Regions from separate parts of the Danio rerio genome. Here region 1 is linked to region 2. Evidence: chromatin contacts called from public Hi-C data. All regions are on one chromosome and are shown on one strand. The core of a region is the stretch at or near the end of the contact, and the rest is flanking DNA. Distances in the headings are between cores, read along the strand shown. Region 1 holds the start of igf2r (insulin-like growth factor 2 receptor). Region 2 holds the start of gopc (golgi-associated PDZ and coiled-coil motif containing).

The links. A called contact is a pair of places that touch in the nucleus more often than the background predicts.
Region 1: a contact with region 2 is called in a Hi-C map of an unstated tissue, with 2.1 times the contacts expected there. The contact joins the promoter of igf2r here to the promoter of gopc in region 2. A contact is called at or near these places in 1 of 18 Hi-C or Micro-C datasets (an unstated tissue) and 1 of 4 datasets of contacts at active chromatin or transcription factors (embryo).

The regions. Positions count from the first base shown.
Region 1 is chr20:45,861,597-45,864,829 of GRCz12tu, forward strand. It overlaps igf2r (insulin-like growth factor 2 receptor), which reads left to right and starts at 1,432. Exons shown (of 47, transcript NM_001039627.2): 1 at 1,432-1,553. The coding sequence starts at 1,432.
Region 2 is chr20:45,541,561-45,545,014 of GRCz12tu, forward strand. gopc (golgi-associated PDZ and coiled-coil motif containing) reads left to right here and starts at 1,464. Exons shown (of 9, transcript NM_200557.1): 1 at 1,464-1,882. The coding sequence starts at 1,601.

The sequences.
Region 1 (3,233 bases), core at 182-2,681, 320 kb after region 2:
TAGGCAAATCATAAATAAAGTTAGCCTATTCTTTTACGCGACGCAAAAAAATGATAAAAAGTTAAAACAAATGTGTAGATATAGGCCTACTTCATATACATCAATTTAATTAGAAATTACAGTTAGTTTTTCCCAAACATAAATTTACTAATTGTTAGCCTAAATATATTATTTTACACGACATAAATATAAAACAGATGTGTATTTTTAAGCGATTTAAATTGTCAAATATGTTATGGTTAGTTTTTCAGAAATGGCTTTTTTCCTAATCATAAGTACATTTACACTACGCAAGAAATGATATAAAACAACTGTATTTTAAAGATATTTTTCAGGTTAGGCTATATTAATTTAATTCGTCAGATATAATAGTTCGTATAACGTTAGCCTATTATTCTACTCGACACGAGAAATTATGTTTATAAAACAAATTTGTATTTTTGAGATATTCTACAAAGCTAAATCTTCAGACATTGTATTTAAATTTTTTTTCTAAAATTGACTTTATATGTTAGCCCACTCGTTTACACGACACAAGAAATGATATAAACCAGAAATTTGTTGGCCTATTTTAAGATATTCTTCAAGTAATAGCCTATTTATATCTATTGATAGCTATTAATAATGTTCTATGACCTAAGTAACCATAATAATGTTACTTAGCCTATTCTTTTACACAACACGGACATAAGAAATAATAAAACAAATGTAGATATTCATCAAGTAATCAACTTGTTAGAGGTAATAGTTCCAGTTAGTTTTTTTCGAAAATGACTCTAGAAATCATAAATAACGCTAGCCTGTTCTTTTACACGACACAAGAAATGTGTATTTGTAAGCAAGCAATTTCAATCGTCAGATTTCAGTTATAGTTAGTTTTTCGAAAATGACTTATTTCCTAATTATAAATATACTTTTACACGATGCAAGAAATTATATAAAACAGAAATGTGTATTTTTAAGATATTTTTCAAGTAATATCAATTTAATTAGAGATGATAGTTAAAGTAAGTGTTTCCAAAATTACTTAAGTAATCATAAATACGACACGAGAAATGATATGAAACAAGAAATGTATATTTTAAAGATTTTTTTCAAGCAATTTAAATCGCCAAAGATAATTGGTTGTGTTTTTCGAAAATGACTCTCCTAATCACAAATATTCTTTTACGCAACGCAAGAAATGATAAAAATCATCTGAATGGCACACACGGAAATGTGAATGGCCTGCTAAGCCCAGCCCCCTTTTTATCGTGCTCAAACTTCAAAATCTTTCTGGGTCATTCTAGCTCTATGCACCACGTGACCTGTACCACATGTCATGTCATGTGACTGTGAGTGGTTCCTGCTACACGGGTAATGATCAGTAATCAGAAAGGACTGCTGTATCATGTCGGAAGAAGCGCACTAATAAATTTCCTTGTGTAAAATATGGGTCGTGTTGGATTTTGCGGAGTCGCTGCTACTGTTATTATTAATACTTTTCTATTTCTACAATGCGTGTCGTCAGCGGCGGCTTCGGATGACAGCCTATGGTACCAGGATCTGTGCAGGTGAGATCCTAAATAAACAAACACTCTTAACGATGATCTTTGCTGGATAGGATTGACGAGTATCACATAAACACTCGTTAAGATGTGATTAATTAAGATTAAACGTGTTTTACTTTCCTGTTTATTGCAATTTATATGATGATAGAGTGATAGTTGTGGCCCTGACTGCATTTAGGTATCTAGACCCAACCTATGAAGTAAAGTTGGTTGCAAATGATAAAATTTTTTAACAGTAACACGTTCTTTATATTGTTTACCAAGCTATTTTAAATATTCCGTCTGTAATCACATACATGCATGACTTCAAAACAATATTAGTACAATTTTATTGACTGTGAACACTGTTGGTGTTCGATAGTCATTGCATTTACAACTTGTGACACCGTCTCTATTTTGTTTACCACTCTAGTTTGAATATTCGGTCTGAAATCTCATGCAAGTCTGACTTTAAAACAGCATTAGGATTATTAAGTCAAAATATGTTAATATAAAACCAACTTTACATCAATGTCACTGGGTGCTAATATGATTTCCCTGTTTAGAATTTGCAAATAATACTTTTCTGAAACTATTATTAAAAAGAAAGTACGAATGTGCGAATATAAACCAGCTTTACCTCAATGACCCAAATTAACAGCACAATAGATAGATACTTTTGCCAAATCAGACAATGAAATGTATTCATTTAGGCACTGGCCTTCTTTTTATGATTGAGCCTTCATGTCATGTTGCTGATGTCAATTCTGCTCAAGATGTTTGATTCTTTGTGCAAGTTACTTAAAAAAAATGTAATCGATTACATAATCATTGCGATGTTTCAATTACTTTTCTAATTACTTAGTCTGAAACGTAATTTGGTTGCTTGATATGTAATAGAAAGTAATGTCTGATTATGGAATCTTGGCTCAATTTTTTTACATTTGAGTCAAACAGTATTGTTTATTTTAGTTTAAAATATATATGTACAGTATATATATTAGGGCTGCACAATATATCGATATCTCAATGTGATCATTCGCAATGGTCACATCACGAGTATATGCAGTGTGGAGTCTGGATTATAATTAACCATTTCTCGAGTGTTTTTGAGGCCTGTGACTGGTGGGGGGGTTAAAAGCATCCAGGCTTAACAAATTGTACCATGTGCAACATTGACAAATGAATATCGATTACAGTATATTATCTACAGTATTCATTGGCATTTTATTTTTCAATTACTGTATATCTGAATACGGTTCAACTGTATCTTTTTCTTGATTGAATTTATGCTTTTAGATTTGTTCTTATATTTTTTGCTCTCCCCTACAGAACCGTCCCGATCAATTTTTAAAATTATACATTCTTTCCAAATAATTATGGAATTAATCTAGTGAATTTGTATTCATATTGCAATATATATCACAGAATAAACAAATATTGCACTGTTATATTTCCAATACCGTGCAGCCCTAGTATATATACACACCATAACACAAAAGTTTCAAAGAAATGACACCATATTTCATACATATGACTTTTCATACATTTACATTTACGCTTTTTACATCTAATGTGCAGTTTACAGTCAAATGAATCCTTCTTTAGTTGAAAAATTTTAGTTAAAATGCAGAATAGTATATATTAACAATTACTACCCTAGATTTAGATTTCTACCCTATATTGTCATAACCTAACTCTCAG
Region 2 (3,454 bases), core at 214-2,713:
AAATGAATAAATAAAATAAATAATATAAATAATTATTGTATGATTGAGCAGAGCTATTAATATATTTAAAAAACATAAAAATCAATAAAATGTTCAATAAGTAAACAAATAAATACTTAAATAAACAGCATGCATCATAATCATTTATTGTAAAATTCAACATTGCTCTTAATATCTTTAAAGAATCTAAAAAAATACATAAATGTCATAAATTGTACAATTTATTTTATTAATGTATTTAAATAACCTAACATAGTTTAATCAATCAATCAATAAATAAACATGTCATCATTACTGTAAAATTTAAAGTTACAAATAAAAGTTCAAAGTCATTTAAAAAGTTAAAAACAAATGCATAAACATATATATAACCCAAACATAAAACAAAATTAAATAGAACAAATATAAAGTAAAACTATATAAAATAAAAATAATTTTAAAAAGTAATTATTGCAGATACTTCTAGACAAAATATATCCGCTATAAAGTTTTAGAGCTTAATCCATGATATGTTAAAATGTTAAAGGAGCATAATCAGTATTAATTGTTTTAATTACTTTTTTATTTTTAGACATCATATATGTATAGATGATATGATAATCACTTTTTAGCATTTATGAATGAAAAATTAACATCATAATAAAATAAAGTTTCTAATAAAACCAGCATTCTATAAAGAGGACATAATAAGCCCAAAATCACATGTTTAGATGATAATGAATGTTTTTAAAATAGGAGCGATAAAACTTCCACAGGCATCACGGTGGCGCAGTGGGTAGCACGATTGCCTCACAGCAAGAAGGTCGCTGGTTCGAGAATCGGCTGGGTCAGTAAGCATTTCTGTGTGGAGTGTGCATGTTTGCCCTGTGAACCCGTGGGTTTCCTCCGGATGCTTCGGTTTCCCCCATAGTCCAAAGACATGCGGTATAGGTAAATTGAGTAAGCTAAATTGTACGTAGTGTATGAGTGTGAATGTGTGAGTGTATGGATGTTTCCCAGTGATGGGTTGCAGCTGGAAGGGTATCCGCTGCGTAATACTGAATAAGTTGGCGGTTCATTCTGCTGTGGCAACCTAATATTAATAGAGGGACTAAGCCGAAAAGCAACTCCCTTTTTTTTCTTCTTCCATTTCAAAAAACTTGCAATTCTAGAAACTTCAACATTGCTCCAAATATATCGAGTATATCAAAAGTACCAAAGTAAATCTTATGTTGAGCATATAAAAAATTGAGTATATCAAAAGTACCATAATAAATGTTAGATTTTTTTTATATAAGTCAATAAAAAATAATTTTAAAAAGTCCGGTAAATGACCAAAAAAAAAAGCTAATAACCTCAAAAACCTGAAAAAAATCGATTCGCTCATCATTCGACTGCTTACCTCATCGTGTGGCAGACCCGACTAATCAATCCGCGTTGTTGACTTGTTCGATCTCGGATTTCCTGGTCAGATGAGAGCACGGGAAACACCTCAGCTAAACATCACTCTGACTCTGTAACACAGCAGAAGTCAATCATTAGCATAAACCAACTGATCTATCCTACTGAAGGACTACATTCGAGTTCTCCGTGAGTTTTCCCCCCTGTCTCAGTCTTGAAGATGTCTGCGTCCGCTGGCGGTGCTGGATCACCGGGATCGGGCCTCTCCGCCGGCCCGGCTGCGGCTACCGGCTCCGGTATGTCCATGTTCCGGTGGCTGGAGGTGTTGGAGAAGGAGTTTGACAAGGCATTTGTGGACGTGGATCTGTTGTTGGGAGAGATCGATCCGGATCAGGCTGATATCACGTATGAGGGCCGCCAGAAGATGACCAGTCTCAGCTCGTGTTTTGCTCAGTTGTGCCATAAAGCACAAACCATCTTCCAGCTCAACCACAAACTGGAGGTAAAGAGAATAGATTAAACTAGATCAATATATTGAGGTATAGTTGGTTTTATGTTAACACATTCGTTCATTTTTGAACACTGACAACTAGTGTCACAGTTCCTATTTTGTGTTCACCATGCTACTTTAAATATTCGGTCTGAAATCGCATGTAAGTATGACTTCAAAACAACATTAGCAGCACCAACCGACTCTGAACAATGTTGTGCTTTAATAGTCATTTATTGGCTGCTAATATGATTTCCCTATTTTGAAACTTCAAAAGATACTTTTCTAAAATTCTATTATTTTACTCATAACAGATTTTTATAAGTACAAAACAGAACAAAACATTTACACAATCATTTTATACAAGTGATAAGAAAAAATACACTGTAAATCTAAAAAGTTAAGGTAACTCAAACTGTTTGAGGAAACTGATTTCAACATACCATTTAAGTTCAGAAACTAATCCTAATGGGTACTGTGATCTTAATCCATTTGTGTAATGAAGCAATTTGAGCACAGTAAAACCCAGTAAAAAAAGAGAACTCAAACCAACTTAGTACTGTAAAAAAACAATAAATTAAAGCGACTCAAACCGTTTTAGGAAACCGATTGCAATAAAGCATTTGAGTTAAAAACTAATCTATGAGTACTGTGAACTTCCTCCATTTAAGATGAAGTAATGAGGTTTAATTAGCTCAATATCTTCAACGCCTAGTTCAAAACTCTTTTCAAATGAACTTGCAGTACATTTTGAGTTAGCTACACTCATTTTGCTTGATAAAGTTGACTGTTTTACAGTGTGCAGACAAACTGACAAAAACCAGTCCATCCAAACATGCTCCATATAGAGTAAATCATATACACTATTAGGTGTTACTTGATCAAACTCAAAACATTAAAAAATGGAGTGGAAAAGAAAGAGCAAAAATGTCCAAGAATCCTACTTACAACTCTTAAAAAAAGAAATGCAAGGAAGAAGCCCCAGATTTTTCAAGCTGTTTAGAAGCATCTGCCCTAGCAAAACAAATTCTTTCAAGCTTAAAGGGCCATGAAACCCCCTCGTTTCAGCAGGGTGTTTTCACACCTCTTCTTTGGAAAAAGTCAGAAAAGTGGGCGTGTCCAGATCTGTTTAGGGGGGAGTGTCGGAGGAACTAAAGTGGGAGGGTGTGGGAGTGTCGATTTGGGCACGCGCGAGTTTCAGAGTCAAAATACACACACACACACACACACACACACATACATACAGGAGAATGTGATGGTGTTTAACCTACATGGACATCTGTAGTCGAATTATTAGCCAAATTATTAAATGGTGGACTTTAACTGCAGTTTGGCTCTTTCATTCAGGGAATTCATTCATGTCCCTCGCGACACACGAGACATTTGATTCGAGGAGCTGCTCTAAGCGTGTATTTTTCATGCAATGTTTTATACCGCACGGCGAATGAGAGAAAAAAACCCTCTGCATTTCCCAGAAACTTAGATGCACACGACAGGTAGTGTCAGAAAGCCGCGCGTGTTATTCCGGTCACTAAATGCGGTAAAAACCCTACACGAGGTTAAAGTTTGGTTGTGGTGCTAACG